Regions from separate parts of the Danio rerio genome. Here region 2 is linked to region 1. A link is a contact called in public Micro-C data. All regions are on one chromosome and are shown on one strand. Each heading gives the region's core, a stretch centred on a gene start, on an enhancer-like site or on the middle of the called end of the contact. The rest is flanking DNA. Distances are from core to core; before and after follow the strand shown. Region 1 has its middle 78 kb from the start of rps24. Region 2 has its middle 55 kb from the start of zmiz1a.

Evidence for each region. Hi-C and Micro-C count contacts between places; a contact is called where the count stands out from the background.
Region 2: a contact with region 1 is called in a Micro-C map of caudal fin, with 4 times the contacts expected there. The contact joins two enhancer-like sites. A contact is called at or near these places in 1 of 18 Hi-C or Micro-C datasets (caudal fin) and 1 of 4 datasets of contacts at active chromatin or transcription factors (caudal fin).

The regions. Positions count from the first base shown.
Region 1 is chr13:33,696,706-33,701,606 of GRCz12tu, forward strand. No RefSeq gene overlaps it. Among named protein-coding and RNA genes, the nearest start is that of rps24, 78 kb to the left of the region's middle. Within about 2 kb of position 1,981, at least 10 of the 62 cell types and tissues checked have an H3K27ac peak or open chromatin away from gene starts, as enhancers often do. A contact at or near this core is called in caudal fin, where this site is marked.
Region 2 is chr13:33,843,292-33,847,797 of GRCz12tu, forward strand. It overlaps a transcript of zmiz1a not described here. Among named protein-coding and RNA genes, the nearest start is that of zmiz1a, 55 kb to the right of the region's middle. Within about 2 kb of position 1,405, at least 20 of the 62 cell types and tissues checked have an H3K27ac peak or open chromatin away from gene starts, as enhancers often do. A contact at or near this core is called in caudal fin, where this site is marked.

The sequences.
Region 1 (4,901 bases), core at 731-3,230:
GACATCACAATAAAAATGTTCTGTATCTTTAAAAATGTATATATCTTTGCAAATATACACTTATAAACAATAACATTGAAATATAATTTGAAAATAGGAACATTTGTGTCTCTGGATTAATTGGTTTCAGTATGGGTTTGAATAAAATGTTAAAATTGTGTTAAAAGTTTTCCTTTATAAAAGGTGGCTAACATTTCTTTCAAATTTTACGTTTTCCCAAAAAAGAGCAGTTTGTCACATTAACAGATGTGTTCAATTGTTGTGAATGAAACTCTTCAGATATTCAAACTGTATTCAAATATGCAAATATTTATTTTGTAACTTTTCTGAAGTTAAAACATTAGTGTTGTGATGTGTAAAAACATAGCATCTTTTTGATATTTTATGCACAAAAAGCTATAAATGACAGCATTTTTTTTTAAATGTAAAGAAATGTCATCGGTAGTTTCTAGAATAACACATTTTACTCAAATCATAAATTAATTATTAAAATAAGAACTCTTCAAATTTTTTTTATATACAATGATATTATAAATCTGCATTTAATATTTAAAATGCGTAAACCTTAAAAAGTCTTAAATTCACTTTAATATTGTGTTGTAGGTCTTAAATCATGTTAAACAGGTCTTAATTTTCCTATGTCCAAGTTTTTATTGCAAAGAGATACAATTTACAACATTTGTTAGATCTGTTAGATTAAATTTACAGCAAATTCTCTAAAATAAATTCCCTAAGCAGGGAAAGAAAACTAAAGCAACACATCCCTTTACATGATCTTCCAATAACACAAAAACTATTTACAGAAGTAACCGACCCATTAGAAAAAATCCTTGGTGTTTAGCCCTTCATAAGTCTTAAATTTCATTCCTAATGGTCTTATAAAGTTGAATCAGAATTTTTATAATGTTTAACAGAGCAAGGAAATGTTCACTGATCAATGTCGGATAATATTTTTTGTTTCGGAGAAAGTCTTAATTGTTTTATTTTGGCTAGAATAAATTTTTAAAAATTCATTTAGGGTCAAAATTATTAGCCCCTTTAAGCTAAATATTTTTTTCTTGATAGTCTACACAACAAACCATCATTATACAATAACTTGCCTAATTACCCTAACCTGCCTATAGTTAACCTAATTAACCAAGTTAAGCCTTTAAACGTCATTTTAAGCTGTATAGAAGTGTCTTGGAAAATATCTAGTCAAATATTATTTACTGTCATCATGGCAAAGATAAAATAAATCAGCTATTAGATATATGTTATTAAAACTATTATGTTTAGAAATGTGTTGAAAAAAACTTGGGGAAAAAATAAACAGGGAGGCTAATAATTCTGACTTCAACTGTGTGTATATATATATATATATATATATATATATATATATATATATATATATATATATATATATATATATATATATATATATATGAAGTGCATTAACAGTTTACAAACTGTATATAGACTGAAATGTTGCCTACAGACATGCATATTAGTGTGGCTTGCCATTCCTTTTCAAATTCCACATTAACTTCCAGCTGTAGGTGTGGCCAGATCAGTTCAAATACACACTCACGCATGCAGACAATTTGTCAGGTGTATTCCTGCAATGTATTGTGATCAGGGACATCATGCTTCCTTTTTAAGGGGTACTGGAGGAAGTATTGGCTTACTTGGAGATACAATACAGTACAGATACAATAAGGTAACACTTTGTAACAACTGAGCAGTTTTTCCTAAGAATCAGAGTTGTACTACACATTCCATTTATTCAAATAGCCATGGTCATTTTATTCAAATGTTTGAGCAGAGGGAATAAAACAGCGAGAGACTATTGCATCAAACATTTCCATCCAGTGTCACCCTGCCTCAGCGACCACAGGGAGAGATGGAAATCCAAAATCAAAGTAGCATGTATACATAGCCCGCGGCCCTCCTCTCATTTCCCTTATGAATCACAAATACAGATACTGCATGCCTAAACTCAAGCCCTTGCCCTCTGAAGTTCTCTGCTACATGATGTCATGAACAGGAAGGTATTTCTCAGTCTCAACCTGTCTGCTCATGCCAGTTCTCCAGTAATACGATACACATCTAAAGGCTCTGAGAAAATGCTGGTCATTCTCACACAAGGGCTTCATTTATTTCCTGAGAAGGAGGCTCATTTCCCCCGCAATGCAGCCCCGGACTGCGTTTTATGCAGCAATTGAAAGTCCTAATGCACTTATTGCATGATCAAGTGATGTAAGGGATGCTGCGTTTATGCAACACGCAGTGAACACATTTAAATGCCAACTTTATTTTCACTTCAACATTGTGTAATCCAAACATGGGATCATTTGTTGTGTATTGGCTAGCAATTACCAACATCAATGATTTAAAGTGAAATGTAAAAGATGAATGTCAAGGTTTGTTAGAAAAGCTTTCAATGTCAAAACGCCGTGCCTCTGAGAGGTTAGAGAATGTCTGATTTAAGAACCAACAATCAATAGACTTAAAAAGGTTATGTGGATCAATATAAAATTGTTTAGATCACTAGCGCTATCATTTGATTATTGCTATCTTGAAGAAAAGAAAACATCTTCTGTTAAAGGTGAACAATGATGTTACATAAACGGATAGTTCACCCAAAACTGACAATCATCATATACTCATCCTTTACTTTTCACAGCCTGTTTTAGTTCCTTTTTTCTTTTAAAATCTAAATAAGTTATTTTGAAAATTGTTGGAAACCGGTAAATATTGACATTCATAGTATTTGTACTAGTATCATATTTGTATCATCATTGTTCATAGTATCGGTTTCTAACATATTCGGTTTACCGGTTTCTAACATACTGTTGTGATGAGTCAGAAGGCATTGAATCCATTTGCAAGCTTTATTAAGAGCACACATACAAACAAACACAAAGGGGCAATCCAGGAGACAGACCGTGGGACAGGCACAAGTTCAAAGGCAGGCAGATATCTTACTGGTCAGAATAACAGGCTGGAGATCAGAGGCAGGCAGATGTCTTTCGTAATCGTAGAACAAGCACAGGGTCAGAAACACAGATCAGTCCGAAGCAGGGAGTATGGAACGCTCAGAAATGACAGCCAGGCAAATCAAGACTTCGCAACGAACCGGAGCGTGAGTGTGGTATATATACACGAGAGCTGATGAGTTGCACCTGGACCGTAATCAGTGCCAGGTAGCAGGGCTTATGGGATTTTGAGTCCGTGAGTCGAATCAGAATTCTGGCGATGGTTCCCTCTGGTGGTGCACAAGAGGGTTGGCATCGCCCTCATTTACAACAGAACCCCCCTCCTGCGAGCGGCTCCTGAAGCGAGAAGGCACCTGACGCCGGGGTCTACCGCGCTGTCGGGGGGCTGGTTTCTCTGGGAACCTTTGATGAAACTCTTCCGTGAGAGTTGGGTCTAGAATATCTCTAGCATTCACCCAGGACCGTTCCTCTGGACCGTACCCTTCCCAGTCCACCAGATATTGGAGGGCGCCACCCCGACGTCGAGAGTCCAGCACTTCTCGAACGAGGTAAGCTTCCTCGCCCTCGATCATGACAGGTGGAGGGGTCCTGGTTTCCGATTCCTCCTCAACCGCCTCCTCTCGTGGACCACCAGCGGGTTTGAGTAATGACATGTGGAAAGTAGGAGAAATACGATAATGATTAGGCAAGGCTAAGTGAAAAGACACTGGAGTAATCTGGCGTACAATTTTGAATGGCCCTACATACCTGGGACTGAGTTTGCGGCAGGGCAATCTCAGACGAAGGTCTCGTGTCGACAACCACACCCACTGCCCCGGTTGATACGTGGGTCCCTGGCGTCGGTGACGGTTCGCCTGAATCTCTCTCCTCCTGACTGCCCTCATGAGATGTCTGTGAGCCTGGTTCCAGACATCCTCACTCCGCTGCAGCCAATCCGTGACAGCAGGTAACTCAGTGGGTTCTCCGGACCATGGAAACAGGGGTGGTTGGTAGCCAAGAATACATTTGAATGGCGTAATACCCGTGGCTGGCTTTATTAATGAATTTTGTGCATATTCTGCCCACATCAGATAGCGACTCCAGTCGTGCTGTTGCTGATGACAGTAGGAACGTAGAAATCGAATGACTTCTTGATTCATACGTTCAGTTTGGCCGTTGGATTGAGGATGGTACCCTGAGGTAAGACTAACATTAATATTTAGATTTTTACAGAGAGCGGACCATACCCGGGAAGTGAATTGGGATCCCCTGTCTGAGACGATATCATCAGGTAAGCCAAACATTCGAAATACATGATTGCACAGGGCTTCTGCGGTTTCAAAGGCAGAGGGCAATTTGGGCAACGGTATTAGGCGACAAGCCTTGGAGAAACGATCAACCACCGTGAGAATGACTGTGTTGTTCTGGGAAACAGGGAGATCCGTAATGAAGTCCACCGCTATATGGGACCAGGGCCGTTGTGGAACCGGTAGCGGTTGTAACAGGCCAGCAGGGGTTTGGTGAGATGCCTTCGTGATTTGGCAAATTTTACATTTCTGAACATAATTAATTACCTCCTTCGTGAGGGACGGCCACCAGAAACGGGCTTTGACTAACTCCAAAGTTGCAGTGATGCCTGGATGCCCCGAACTGGGAGTGTCATGAATATGGGTCAGTAATCTGGTACGTATGTTATTGGGTACAAAAATCAGGTGATTCGGACAGTCTACTGGAGGGTTGTTTTCTCGGTTGGCCTCTTGGATCTCGGTAAGTATGTCCCACTGTACTGGAGCCACTAGTAAGTTCGTAGGAATAATGGTTTCATCACTAATTGGGGTTTTATCCTCTGATAGCCTGGATAGTGCATCTGCCTTACTGTTTTTACTCCCTGGTCTATAGGTGACAATGAAGTCGAATCTGGTGAAGAACAAAGCCCAACGAGCT
Region 2 (4,506 bases), core at 155-2,654, 150 kb after region 1:
AGATTTTTTATATAAGACTTATCTAAAATTATTGATTACTATTGTTTTATATTTGTGTTATGTGGATATATCCAGTTTTGTAGAAAAAATTAAATATGTATGATATAGATTATAGTGTATTCACAGGTATATTGTTTATACGCTTATCAACCACTTTATTAGGTACACCTGTTCAACTTCCCTTTAACGCAAATTACTAAATAGCCAATCACAAGGCAGCGACTCAACGCATTTAGGCATGTAGACATCGTAAAGACGAACTGAGCATCAGAATGGGGAAGAAAGGTGATTTAAGTGACTTTGAACATGACGTGGTTTTTAGTTTCAGACGGGTTGTCTGAGTATTTCAGAAACTGCTGATCCTTTGGGATTTCATGCACAACCATCTCTAGGGTGGTCCGAAAAAGAGAAAATATCCAGTGAGTGGCAGTTCTGTGGGTGCAAATGCCTTGTTGATGCCAGAAGTCAGAGGAGAATGGCCAGACTGGTTTGAGCTGATAGAAAGGCAACAGAAACTCAAATAACCACTCGTTACAACCGAGGTATGCAGAAGAGCATCTCTGAACGCACAACACATCCAACCTTGAGGCGAATGGGTACAGCAGCAGAAGACCACAACGGGTGCCACTCCTGTCAGCTAAGAACTGGAAACTGAGGCTACAGTTCACACGGGCTCACCAAAACTGGACAATAGAAGATTGGAAAAACATTGCCTGTACTGATGAGTGTCCATTTCTGTTGAGAAATAGACTTTTGGAATGTGGTGGAACGGGAGATTCGCATAATAGATGTACACCCAACAAATCTGCAGTGACTGCGTGATGCTGTCATGCCAATATAGACTAAAATCTCTGAGGAATATTTGCAGTACCTTGTTGAATCTATACCACAAAGAATTAAGACAATTCTGAATGCAAAAGTGGGTTCAACCCGGTACTAATAAATTGGCCGTTGAGTTTATTTTGTAGTTAAATATATTTTAAGCACACACATACATTTCTTATTATTGTCAGTGTTAAAAACAGAAGTTGAGGGTTGCTTAATATTTTTGTGGAATACTTTTAATTTAATTTAATTTAAACTAATTGCTGATTTTTTTTTTATTACTGACTTAAAACTTTGTATTGAAAAAAAATGCATGCATTTTCAAATACAAGAAAACCCTGTTCTTAAGCAAAACTTTTAACCATCTAAAACTGCTGTATTATGATTAAATTGATTCCAATTTTTTATACTGACCTGGTTTAGTGTGGAAAGACAGTTACACATATGTAGCATTGCAGATGAAATACTATCTGTGTTTGAGCATGTCTGCTTCTTGATCAACCAATGGAGTGAGCTTCAGTGGTAAGTTCCTGTTTGTCAGAACAATGGAGGACTGAAGGAAGGTTCAGGAAGCCTGCCTTGGAAACAGTTAAACAGTCATTATATAGCCCCGTTCGGTGCCGCTAGTGGCACAGAAATTACACACTGCTGCTTTAAGGCCATTAAAGTTGGTTTACAGGCCCCGAGATACCAATAATTACACATAAATGTATAACACTTATATTTAGCTCCTGCGTGGACCTATCAAATTCATCATTCCGGTATTATAGGACTTTTTAAAGAGTTTATCTAGGTTAAGCAGTAATGCGCTGCTCTGTTATCCGAGTCTCAGTGGCGTGAGGCCTCTCTCTTACCCAACACTCCTCGGCTAACAGGAACTCCCTTATTTCCTGAACTCCCCTTGCCATTTCACTCCTGTGCAAAACATACACACAAAGCCTCAGGTGTCACTGTATCCAGAGGCCACAGTTAGCAGCTGTAAAAGTGCCAACAATATGTCTGTTAATGAAAAAGACTAGTAGCATAGTTTCTAACTGCAAATATGTCTAACAAAGAAATATGTCTGTCCACACTGTATGCAAAAATGCAACACAGCCAATCAAAACATATTTGATGTGGAGATTAAGATCAGAGATGTTTAACAATGGGTAGGGCCAATGTGTAAAACTCCATTGCTGCATCCAAAATCACATACTAAATAGTAGGTGATACAATTGGTTTGAAACTTGTGTAGGGATTATTAAAATATGGCACAATATTAGATTTGTTTCTGGTATTTTCAAACTCCATTTGGCTGAGCTGATGCAGATATGTTTCTGCTTGCGTTTTTTGTGAAGGGTTAATACACTGTGATTTTTGTTCCCGTAAGTGGTAGCTACTCAGAATGAATTAAAATCAGACCCCAATTGATGATTTGTTCTATCATCGAATTCACTTTATTTTATTTTTTTTCTTGATTTTGTAAGCGTAATACTGCAGTTCCTGAATACAATTCTCATTTGGAAGCGACTAAGAATCAGTGGGAGACTTCTTGAGAGAGGGATATTACTGTATATCAAACAAGACATTTTATGACATAACTTCTTGTATTTTTGTGTATTTTATTTTATTTTTGTTGTCTAAAGGCTGGTTTATACTACAGTGTCAAGTGATCGGTGTGACCCACGGTGCCTACCTTGCACTTAGTCGTGCATTTAAACTTCTACGTGTTGTTTGTGTCCTCTGTGTTCTGTAACTTCCGAAACGCTAGCTGGCAGTACATTTTTATGTTTCTCTGTGTCGTGTTTCTTCGTGGATTTTTTTTTTCTTTTTCTGAACACTACCTTAATTTACAAGTAGCTAAAACTCGCTGGTTCGAAGGCAGGAACCGGCGGACGTGCAACATTAATTAAAACAGTTTCCATCTAGAGCTATTTCAGGTGACTCAGCACTCGTAAACAATCGCTCCAATGGGTTTGCGTGGCTCTCTGGCCCACCCACACCAGTTACAGCTATCAAGCTGACCAATTACAGAGTTTGCGCTATGCGTTGTTGGGACATGTAGTTAAATTTTTTTTGAGAGGTGCGATTCTCCGCCAGCCACGGTGAGTGCTGTTCGACCACGCGAAGGGGGAGTAGGAGCATACAGTACATGCGTGCTTAATGCAGAAGTGTAAATCAGCCTTAAGGTGTAAGGTGTATAGCACTTCCATCTGAATCAGTCGTGTTTCTGGTTGGGCATTAGTACCCTGGAGAGTCTATTAGTCGATAGAGGCTGTGGCGCTGCAGAAGTGGCCGTTCAATTTACTGAAGGATACTATTGTACACAGAGTTATTCTGTACTCACATTCACAGTTCCGCTTCGGTAATCCAAAATGTTTTATCTGGATCAGGGGTGCCCAAACTTTTTATATGAAGGGCCAAAAACTAAATATCATTATGGCGTTTTGGCCAAACGGGGGTCAAAGGGACAAACTATATTACATTAAAGTTGCCATGGGTAATTTCCTAATTTATTTCCTAATATTTCAAAATAAACAGAGAACATTACTTTAAATCATATTAGCTAATGCAGTATAACCTTTTAAATGATACCTTAAAAACATAAATAATTGCATTTATACCACAGTGAAGTTCAATGCTGACTTCTCTAGTAAAGCAGAATCTGCCTTGGACTTGATTTGCTCACCAAAGTCTCTGCATTGTTGGATAACAGTATGTACATTTAAACCAAATCAGATTAATTTACATCATTTCATTGAAACATTTTATTTCAGTTACCTTTTAACAATAAAACAAACAAAGGCTTACATTAAATTTGAATTGACAATCTTGAAACCATCCGTATAATTCTTCCTCTGATCTCATAGGCATGGCGGGCCAAATCAAAGGTTACCATGGACCAACTTTGGCCCACGGGCCGTGCTTTGGGCATCACTGATCTAGATCATAGATAAATGTTCACTTCAAATTGCTGATCTGATCAAACTACAAGTGCTGCATTCTTGTGCTGCATGTGAGTTAGCCACGCCCACTTATTTACATGTTGCGGTATACACAGAATAAAATGTCTATTATGATTGACAGTTTATTAAGCAGTATTGATGTATACCATCACATCACCCCCTCAACCCTATTATAAATACTATGAATAGGTGTAGTTTGAATGAATTTCAAATAGGCTATACTGCTGTCATGTGGCCTAGACATCACTTTACTGCCATTCCCAGCTTTTCTCCTGTGGTCTCATAAAGTAATAAATACTACGTGTATTTCACTGTAAATTCTAACATTCTATTCACCTCAAACACTCATGTCTTTTTTTTTTACCCACTTTGTAGTGTGGAAGTAGGTGTATTTGGAGTCTGTGTTTGGTTTAAGCTTTATAATTGATCCCTGAGTTGAGGTTGATGTTTCCTTCAACAAATGAACAAGCAGGTGATTGATGTCTGTTAAAAGCTCCAGGCACTGACAGAGGCTGCAGAAAGAGCTGATTAGCGAATCGTGCTTCAGCCCAGATGTTGGACAGTGGAACGTGTTTTCATAAGGTTGTGATCTGTTGATGTACATGTTAAAGGTCTAGATGATAGCTGGGGTAAAAAGGCAGAGTGAGTGAGAGGCAGAGATGGAGAGCAAGCTCTTTGTGGAGCTCTGTGACACAGGGTTGCAGACCTCTGCTCCAGGCTGGTTGACCCTCCGTCC